Regions from separate parts of the Oryctolagus cuniculus genome. Here region 2 is linked to region 1. The links are chromatin contacts, called in public Hi-C maps. All regions are on one chromosome and are shown on one strand. The core of a region is the stretch at or near the end of the contact, and the rest is flanking DNA. Distances in the headings are between cores, read along the strand shown. Region 1 has its middle 940 kb from the start of PGER5. Region 2 has its middle 14 kb from the start of KLF6.

Region 1 (5,517 bases), core at 1,278-3,777:
GTGTTTTAAATTGAATCTACATGTAGGTTAGCCCATGAAAAACTGGTAACACGTCCACTAGAATGCCAGTCTCTCTGGCTAGAATTCTTTTTTTTTTTTTTTTTTTTTTTTTTTTTTTGTATCCAGGACAGTCTGTGATTTATTCACAACAAAAGTGAGGTAAGATATGCTCAGGAAATGCAAGCTAATTCTTATGTATAGCTGTAATATATTAGCATAAATATGATTGTGCGATTTGGCTTGACTACACCATCATTTGTGCTATATCTTTCCTTCTGCCCTTCTACCTCAACCTCTCCTCAGGACAGCAGATCAACTGCAGCCCAAAAAGAATAGAATAATTAATTAAGAACTTTAATGCTCAAGACATTTTCTTTATTAGGGTTATCTTGCATGCTTCCTGCAAATATCAAAGACACTCTCATGCCAGAACTATCAAAGGAAATCCAAATATCCATTTATCCATCTACCATTGAGTCAGCAGGTTTGAATGAATTCCACCCTTAATTGTCTTTAAGCTCTCATAAATTTTTATGGGAAAATATTTAACTGACTTAGACATGGAGAAGGAGGTAAAATTTAAATTTGATGAGGACTGATGCTTTCAAAGGAAAATTATCCTGGCCCCGGACCTCATCTTGCTTAACATATTAGGGCGGGGCAACAGAATGAATGAAAATGTCAGGAAAGACATAATCGAATCCAACTGCTAACTGCCATGCTGCCCTTTATTAAATAAGGCAGCAGTCACGAAGACGCTGGAAACCCATTGCCCTCACAGTCCTGTCCTTTCAGAAGGTCCTAAGAAAGGGAGAATCTGAAAAACTGGATTTAACTGTGGTCAATTTGCAAATATTTAATGCAAAAAAGGGATATTCCTGTTAAAAATGTAAGATAACTGAACTTTAGTTTATCCATGCAAAGGTAAGGGCTTTTTCAGTGATCTTATCAATTTCTGTTCATTGGAATCCCTTGAATGTTTTGGAATCCATTCTTGTGCTTATGCATTAACTTCAAACTTTACAGGGCCTACAGTGAAATTCCGCCCTCCCTCCCTCCCCCCCATCATATTGAATATCAGCTTTGTTTTGCCAGTTCCATTTTCAGGCTAGCTGATGGACAGCATTATTGCAGGCAATTAGAAGTGTAGTTGCTAGTTGTTTGCTTTTCTTATGTAGGAGACAACAGTAAGACTAAAGATTACTACTATTTCTGCTTTCTTTTTTAAATGAGGAAATCATAGACTTAAAGATATATGCAAAGGCTAAGAAAAAAAAGTAAAGCATTTGCTTTACGGTACAGTTATTTTCTCTTCATTATGGAAATTGGCTTATTCCAGGATGTTTCAAAAGCTTCCTAAACACATAGAATGTAGATAATGACAAAGGTTTTTATAATGGAGTCTCTTTTGTAAATCACTATGAAATTGTTAGCTGACCTGAAAGAGGGCACAGACCACAAAGTAGAAAGCCTTTTTTTTTTAATGGAATCTTAAGAAAAATGTATAAAATGAATATGTCATTAGCATTTCGTAATAAATCAAAATAAGATATTATTTATATAGCAGAACTTCGAAAACATTTAATTGTATGTGTTAAAAAAAATTGTGCTGTATGTGGACCTGGGAACCACAGGTTTCATCATTTATCCCATTTATACTAATATTCCCTTTCTTTCATCCTCTAAACACTAATAAATAATAGTATATAATGCATCTGATTGCAAACTAGCCTACAAAGATGAGTGCATCGATACTTTTGAGAATTAATAGTAATAAAACTCATGAATGAAATAACCCAATCTGCAAATTCATGTATTAATCCAAATGAAAGAAATATGTGCTTATTGAAAATGTCATCACTTTGGAGAATTAAAATGTACACAAGAATGGTAAAGGTTCTATTATATACCTTTAAACTGAGGAGTCTGAAATTTACTTTGGTGCCAGTAGCGCTTGCCTCCTGAATTTCAAAATAAGTATAATGTCTTATGCTTATTATAATATCTTATAATTATCATACTTGATTGTCTTTATTTTGCCTGTGTCTTGGTTTACTAGTTAGAAAAATGAAAGCTCTAAGAAAAAAAATAGAAAAAAACCTAACTTTATAAAAGGTTCTTTTTTTTTTATTTTGAGAAGTCAAATATACTTAATGCCCTATTGAGTAAATTACTCAGCAACTAAGACATATGGATTTTTTGTAATGTGAATGTTTAATTCACATGTTACTCTAAAATATTTTGTAAAAATAAATGCATAAGACAAAAGGAAATTGACTAAAATATTTTTATATTAATATTTAAATAACCTTAAACATTTTATTAAGCTTTTTCTTTTTTCTGCCTGGTTTGAGAATCAATGACCAAATATAGTACAATGAGTAACTTGGTGAGAACACAATCAGATCCTTCCAAAACTTTTTCCTTCTGTTTCTTGTTGTAAGTTTCCTGTTGGCCTGTCACACTGTGCTCTCAAATCCTTTGCAAACCATATGGGGAAGTAATAAAGTACATCACCCCACCCACAGATGCGTAATGTTTGTTATGTTTGTTAACTGACTGAGGAAAATATTGTGAGCTCATTTGGATTTGTCATATATGGTCATTCAATCATACAGAGCAACAGACAGGACCAGGAAACACCCACGAAATACGACAATAGATAACAAGCAGTTTAACAGTTTAATTCTTTAGCAAAGAGAAGTAAACCCAAAGAAGTCAGATATAACCCTAGACAAAATACCAAAGAGTTGCAATATTTTGGCAATTTCTAATGGTAAGAAGCTCCCTACAAAATCTTGTCTCCGAAATGGCTTTCTTTTTTCTTTAACACCAAAATCTTGCACAGTATTGTCAAGAGGCTTAAAAAGCCTTTATCAGCAGGCAATCTCTCAAAGATCTCAGGAATTCCAAACTTGGAAACACAGGCTCAAGGATTTAGCCCCATCTACTGGAAGCAGAGCATAAAACAAACGCTTTGTAAATAGAAAGTTTTGTCTTTATACACTCATTTAGATAAGATTGTTTTTGTTTCTTTCAAATGAAGACTTGGGCTGAGAAAGTCCCAGAGGAAGAAGGAAAGTGAACAGGAATAGGCACTGGACTCACCCATTACTGAGGCTTTGAATCAAGTTAAGATATTTTCTCTCTTCTTCAGAACTTAAAAAAAAAAAAAAAAAGAATCGGGATTTATAAAATACATCGTTTGCCAATCATCAAACAACACCATGGAGAAACACAGAGGGAACTTTTCCCAATATTTTTGCAGGGTTTGTCAAACAAGTTTCCATAGATGTTAACTTCCCAGTAAACATCATGCCTTCTCTGACTTTCTGCCCACAACACATATCAGTGCCTGCTGAGTTGGTCCCAGGCTGAGGGGCAGATTTGTGTGGGTGAGGGCAGGTCTGCTCCCTTTGCAAAACAAAGAGGAAGTCTAGGCCCTGCCTTCTTTCCTATTCCAGGCCAGATGACCATGTACATATCTATTTATTTCAGAAAAAAAATGCGTACACAGAAAATAGCTGTACAATATTTTTCCCCAAAGTCACATTTATTTACTAACATCTATCTCCCTAAAGAATTAATAGTTATATATGTCAGCCAAAATCGCCTCCAAAAGAATTGGCTAGAGAGAACACTCTTACATCCTTCTAGCAATAGAACAGACTCCAAATTTCTGAGACTTCAAACCTGATTTTTTTGTCATTCAATAGTCTAAATCTAAAAATCAAGTTTTAGAATTGGGCAGTGTGGTGCAGCAGTTAATGTGCCTACATCCCATATTGGAGTGTCTGGGTTTGAGACCCTACTTTGCTTCTAATTCAGTTCCCTGCTACTGTGCACCCTGGGAGGCAACAAGTGATGGCTCAAGTCCTTGGGTCCTGCCATTCACATGGAGGACTTAGACTGAGTTCTGAGCTCCTGGCTTGCATTTGGCTCAGCCCTGGTTGCTGCAGGCCTTTGGGGGTGAACCAGATGATAAAAGATCTAGATTCAGATCTCTCTCTCTCTCTCTTACTTCCTCTGTGCTCCGCCCTTTAAATAAATAAACAAAAGCTAATAAAATAACATTTAAAAATGTGCTGATTGTACAGAGATATTTCCTTGCTTAAATACTTAGTTTCAGTTTCTAAATAGAAACATAGCATTTCAAAATGAAGAAATTACATTTGAGCTAATTGCTAATATCAGGGATGATGAGTAGGTGCTGATCTTAATTCTGCATGAGTTTATACTAAAAACACCCTATATGTATGAAATTATACTCACCAAGTCATTTTATCCTATTAGCAAGGAAAGGATTCACAACAAAGAAGACTATCCGTCTCTATCCCAAGGAAAAGAAACTTTTCAAATTCCATAAAGTAAGCATTTTTTACCCTCAAATCTTTTAATATTTTGTCTTCTTGAGATCTCTGTTACTTACATATGAGTGATAAAATCATAAACCATAAAGTTCTACTGTATTAAATAATGCAATAGTAATGTCACATGATTAAGAAATAAGTTTCATAATGTTTCTAAGCAAACAAATTGCAGGAAATCAGGTTAAATGTAGATTAGATACATATTCAGCTTGTATCTGCTCCTTTTGGAAGTCCCAATAAATGACAAAGAAAGAGTATAAACTGACCCACAAGTAGATCAAAGGACAGGCAGAAGTGCATGAGAGACCCTAACAAATATTTGAACTGCAGAAAGAAAACCAATAGAATCTGACTTAGCAGAACGCAGGAGACTGACTCTCAAGTGAATTTTTCTCTGAAAACCAGGGAAAGATCAAGACTCAGGATAGAGTAATGCAAGCAGAAGAATGGATGTGGTCATGGACATGGTTCAGAAGCCGGAGGGTTGATGGACACCGTGCATAAAGAGGAATCAGACATTAGCTAGACTTCAGTATCACTTGAGTTTTGTCATTATACACACCCCCCTCACCTAGAATGAAACAAATCCAGAGAGACTCCATACTGGGGCAGTAGAGGCACAGTACTGATATCGGTCAGCTTATTAATAATTTTCAATATTAATAACCCTGTATTAAAAGAGAAAGAATTAAAAGAAAACAATTCTGAATACTGGCTCAAATAGACCAGGCAACATGGTAAGATTTTAAGCTTTTTATTCTGTAAGAGAAATGCACAGGAAGGTGAGGGCTTTATTTAGGGGAGAAAGAGAAGTCTAGAATCTGAGTTGGGTCCATACAAAGCAGAAAGCAGGCAAAGAGTGAGCAATGTGGAGCAAGCATATGGTTATGAGCAGCCACAGGTAGCTTAGTGCAGGTAGCAAAGCAAAGACACAGGAGCAGGCCACGAGCCACATGGAGCAAGCATGCAGGCAGGAAAGCAGAAAGTGGGGGACCCTAAGGCCACGTGCCCACAGGGCAACAAAGACATCAAGGGCCAGGCCCATCCTGGTTCATGTCCAAAGGGGAGTGGTTACATAGTGTGATTGGCAGGTGGGCATTCAGTGGGGTTAGCTAGAGCATGAGATCACACAGGGAATGTGGTCTTT
Region 2 (5,517 bases), core at 821-3,320, 1.2 Mb before region 1:
AAAAAGCAAATCGATGAGCTCTGTCACTTTCAAAAACTAAAATTACAAAGGCCTCTTCATGTCTCAAGGAAAATAATGGAGCGGAAACATCAGCCGCTGTGGTTTTCCTGAATAGATTTCAGCTTACATGCATCACCGGCCATTTTTTTGGAAAGTTAAAATTTCACACATTTACAGACATCAGTTGCTTCTGATCTGCCATAAAGGCTTGAAACCACATGTGTTTTTCAAACTGCCAACCCAAGATAATGTCTAGAGTGTCTTTTTAAAAAAAAAAAAAAATTTAATGCCTAAATTAGATCTATGCTGAGTGTGGAAACAGCAGATAACTGGCAATACAGAGTTAGCAGAGGGGCAAAAAAAAAAAAAAAAAAAAGGAACTTTCTTTAAGCATCTCCCCTCCCCCCGCAGACAATGCAAAATGACTGCATTGTGCTTTTATCGACAGAGTTGCACACAGCCAATGCTCAAATCATTTCAGAGATAATGAGACATTCTGTTGCTCGGTTCACTATTTAAAAATATAAAACCAACAATTACAGATGGAAACTATTCATTCTGAGATTTAAGGAAGAACATGCAAGGGAGGGAAAAAAAAAAAAAAAGAGCCCATGTCTTTTTATTTAACATCTGAGTATAATGTAAATCATTTTGCCACTGCTGCCCTGATTCTCCAGAAAGGGAGCTGGAGTGTTTACAGAAAAAAGTGTCCCAGCAGGGACTGTGTGCTGTGGATCTGGGTCTGGTCCTGACCCAGTCCCAGCCTCCAGGAGGCCCCTAGTGCCTCTGTGCCCCAAGAGGCCAGAGCCATTGCTTCCTGTGGTTGCCTGGTCTTCTACGCTTTTGCAACAGCATGCAACAGTGAGAGATCCCCTTAGAAAATAAATGGCATGTCAGGAGGAGACTTATGTCACTAAGAAAGTCGATGATTGGCAAGAAATGTCTCACACATCTAACTACAATGAAGCCCTTCCGTTAGAGTCTGAGTGGGTGGATTAACGAACACTGAATTATTAAATGTAAAGAATCATTCCTGTTTATTTGAAACACATTTCAGTAGTGGATACATTGTTTTCTAATAGCTTATTAACTGTAAACACATCCTCAGCTTCTGATAGGCCAGTTGCTTTAGTTGTACACCTGGAATTTGTTTCAGTGATCTAAGCGTTTGTCATGAAATATATATATATATATATATAAATATATATATATATATTTAAGATATCAATTTGCACCATGTGAGTTTAAAAGTTTAGTGGCCAAAGAAAAACTTCAGCCCAGCCGTGGTTATATTGTATAGAAACTCTGAAGTCAGTCAAATCTTTAAAAACCCAGTACATTTCAATGTCTTTAAAAATTTTCCTAACCCAATGCAAGCTTTCAGTTGATAGCAACGATAACAATATTGACTCCTATAAAAGGCTTTCCGATCTAGAATCTATGCCCTTAGGAAATACTGAACATATATTTCCTTTCACTAACAACCTATTTACTGGATTCTAATACTTGTGAAAACCTAGGTTGCAATATTTTAATGATGTATTAATTGAGGAATATTCCTCGATTTCCTGGAAAACATTAATTAAACTTTCAAAGCATTAATCTCCATTTAACATTCGTTTCCAAAGAAAATATATTATTTAGAAAACAAACATTGTTGCCTTGCAATAGGCTATTATTTTTTTTTCAAATGAGCCAGCACAACGGAATAAAATATATGATCTGTAGTTGCTGAGGCTTAGTCATTTCCTGTTTCAATAACAAGAATGTCATCAGCTAGACTCTAACCAGCACAGTTTGTCACTGTGTATGTGGCTTTATTTGTACATGTTGCCAGAAGGTTCTTAGGGAAAATACACTCATCATTTTAATACCAAAAAAGAAACTGTCAGTGAGCAGTTTTGGCTATGCCTCATTAATTATTTGTGCCATAACCAAGGCTTCGCAGTGGGAAGGAGAACGTTTGCCTGACTGCATTTGCCCAGGGAATTCATAAGGCACTCGTGTCACCAGAGCTCTCACACCAGTGCACACTGATAGTCCGAAGACTGAATAGTGCACCCCAGTGCTATGATAGAGCGCCGGAGCTGAGGCTCAAAAAGCCTGAATTGTTGCCTGGCTCTGCTAAGTGATCATTTGATCTTGGTCTTCTCTTTCCACACTTGGGAAATTATGGTATTGAATGACATGATCCCTGTGCTTTCTTCCTGGGGAACATTCTAGGCTTCTTTTCCTAGAATCATGAAATTGGGTTGGCATTCTTTGCGTGGTCAGTGCCTGAGATTCCCTGAATTTAGAACTTGGTTCCCCTCCACCCAGCCCCTCCCCCGCAATCCGCTGGGCTGATTTTAAATGATTCATCCGTATGAGTCATTGCCACACTGTCTTCCGGACAAGATGCCTATCAGCTGCCTCTGTGCTACCACTGTTTCAAATCACTACAGCTTAGCAGTTGAAGATTCCAGACTGTGCACCTGGTCACATAGGTAGAAGACATTACGCAGGGCTCCCAGAACTCAGCTGGAGCGTTAGGGATGAATTCAGGACTCTAGTCTGACTCCTTCTGAAACACACAGGACTACCTCTGCAGTCAGCGTGGTTTGGGGCAGATTCTCAGTAAGTGGAGTGGCATTTCAGGGATCTTCCAAGTCTTACCTAAAGGAAGTCACCCGAGTGACTCACCAGGTGCGACAGACATTCCCTTAGAGTAAGAATGAAACAATATCCTATCAGGGGGAAGAGGGATTTCCTGCTACGAAAGGGGACCTTAGATAAAAATTGACTCGTGGGTTCTTGCTTCCTTTTTTTCTTTTTTATAATTTTTAAAGATTTATTTATTTATTTGAAAGGCAGAGCTAGAGAGAGAGAGAGAGGCCCTCCATCCAGAGGTTCACTCTCCAAATAGCCACAATGGCTGGAGCTGTGCCGGGAGCCTGGAGCATCCTCTGGGTCCCACACGTAGGGGCAGGGCCCCAAGGACTCAGGCCATCCTCTGCTACTTTCCCAGCTTCAGTGTTAAAGTTTTGTTGTCTAACAAGGGTCTGTAAGAGAGTTATGGATTGCTATTTGGAGTTTTCACCTCACCCCAGTTAGAATGGCTCTCATATAGAAATCACCAAGCAATAAATGCTGGTGAGGATGTGGGGGAAAAGGGACCCTAATCCACTGTTGGTGGGAATGTAAACTAGTACAGCCACCGTGAAAGAAAGCCTGGAGATACCTCAGAAATCTGAATATACACCTAACATATGATACAGTCTTCTCACTCCTGGGAATTTACCCAAACCAAAGAAATCAGCATCTGAAGGAGTTACTGTACCCCCGTGTTGACTGCAGCACAATTCATAACAGCTAAGATATGCAATAAACTCAGGTCCATCAACTGAAGACTGGATAAAGAAATTATGGTATATGTACTCTATGGAGTACTACTCAGATGTAAAAAAAAAATGAAATCCTGTCTTTTGTAACTAGATGGATACAACTGGAAACCATTATACTCAGTGAAATAAACTAGTCCCAAAAAGACAGATATAATTTGTTTTCCCTGATCTGGGGTAACTAATAGAATGCCTAAAATGTAATGTATTGGAATGAAATGAACATTTTGAGATTTGATGATTGTTTATGGCCCTTGTCTCTTCTGTTGAGGAATAGTATTTTTTTCCTTCATACTATTTTTGAACTCTTTACTCAGTATAGGGTTAAACTTATGATCATTAAGTAAACTGAAAACAGATCTTTGTACGAATTAAGGGTAGAAATAGGAGAGGGAGGAGGAAGAAGGGTTGGAGCGTGGGCAGGAAAGAGGGTAGGGTGGGAAGTATCACTATGTTCCTAAATCTGTATATATGAAATACATGAAGCTTGTATAATGTAAATAAAATTTTTAAAAAATTATGGAAAATGCACATTATAAAAACTATTCATAGATTTTGTTATTTTGCACCCTAATAAAATTATCTTCTAGTTCTAATTTTCCAAGAACTATTTGAAGCTGTCTTACATAAGGGAGGCATATGAATTCTAATATATTTTTTCAAAATTCTCATAGAGAATTACATTATGACCATGTTTTCTCTCACGTGTACGTTGAAAATTCCTCTACAGTTTGACTATGAAGGCATCCTTTAGTTGTAATAATTAACATCTTATTTGCATTCAGTACGATTCTAAATTCTTGGTAGGTGCCTCATCTGGTGATAGGCATTGTGTAAATATTTGCAGTCAGTTATGAAGAATGAATAACATGGGCATGGCTGTTTTCCTGTCCTTTTAGGCCAGAGTTGCTTTCTGTATAAGGATCTGTGACTAGGCTGAATCAGTAAAAATGTAATCGTTAACTTGTGCAGCATGATCCTGTGTACCTGTGACTGGCTCCAACACTCCTTCGTTGTCACTGTGATTCCCCTTTGGACCCAGTTACATAAACACTGTTTAAGATTATGCTGCTTAGCAACTGCTGAAAACATTGGGAATGCCCTGTTTTCTGCAAAAGCCTGCTACTCCAGGGGGAGGGCACTGCAGGTGTTGGAGAAAGCCCTGTTCTTTTTTTTTTTTTTTTTTTTTTTTAATTTTTTGACAGGCAGAGTGGACAGTGAGAGAGAGAGACAGAGAGAGAGGTCTTCCTTTTGCCGTTGGTTCACCCTCCAATGGCCGCCGTGGCCGGCGCGCTGTGGTCAGCGCACCGCGCTGATCCGATGGCAGGAGCCAGGTGCTTCTCCTGGTCTCCCATGGGGTGCAGGGCCCAAGCACTTGGGCCATCCTCCACTGTACTCCCTGGCCACAGCAGAGAGCTGGCCTGGAAGAGGGGCAACCGGGACAGAATCCGGCACCCCGACCGGGACTAGAACCCGGTGTGCCGGCGCCGCAAGCGGAGGATTAGCCTAGTGAGCTGCAGCGCTGGCCGAAAGCCCTGTTCTTAGGAGATGAGCCCTCAGTCTGGTCAGTCTCAATCAGGCTCCATCTGATGCTGAAATGAAATTGGGCTACTGTCATGCTTTCAATAAGTTCATCAAACACTCAGTTCATTCCTAGCAGTTAGAAGCAATATCTTGGTCCCACGAAAAATATGAGATATACAAAGTCTACTCCTGCATTGCTTTGGTTTATTGAGAGTTTGTGGGTGGGTATCTACTGGGAATGGTCATTCCCTATTTCAGCTCAAATCAGACCAACAATTCAGTCACGTAATAGTCTCCCAACAAGTCCTGCCCCTGCCATGCCTGCTCCCTGCCAGCTTGTTCTGTGTTTCTGAGAAGAGTTCTCCCACCATAGATTCATAGATGTCTACATGATACTATCCTTTCCATTTTCAGATTTCAAAGTTCCCCCAGGCTAAATCTCTTCGCTTGAAATGCAAGTTGTAAAGTGTCAATTCTCAAGTGCCTCTATAATCTCGCTTAACTCTGATTCTCTGCAATATTCTACAACTAGAGCCATACCAGTCTATTTCCTAGCCTGGAACATGGTAAAAAAAAAGTACAAATGCACTTCTTTCCTTTTCCTTTTAGTTTC

Evidence for each region. Hi-C and Micro-C count contacts between places; a contact is called where the count stands out from the background.
Region 2: a contact with region 1 is called in a Hi-C map of embryonic fibroblasts, with 7 times the contacts expected there. The contact joins two enhancer-like sites. A contact is called at or near these places in 2 of 6 Hi-C or Micro-C datasets (embryonic fibroblasts and skin fibroblasts).

What each region holds. Positions count from the first base shown.
Region 1 is chr13:91,640,786-91,646,302 of mOryCun1.1, reverse strand. No RefSeq gene overlaps it. Among named protein-coding and RNA genes, the nearest start is that of PGER5, 940 kb to the right of the region's middle. Within about 2 kb of position 2,527, at least 1 of the 8 cell types and tissues checked has an H3K27ac peak or open chromatin away from gene starts, as enhancers often do.
Region 2 is chr13:92,819,589-92,825,105 of mOryCun1.1, reverse strand. No RefSeq gene overlaps it. Among named protein-coding and RNA genes, the nearest start is that of KLF6, 14 kb to the left of the region's middle. Within about 2 kb of position 2,070, at least 4 of the 8 cell types and tissues checked have an H3K27ac peak or open chromatin away from gene starts, as enhancers often do.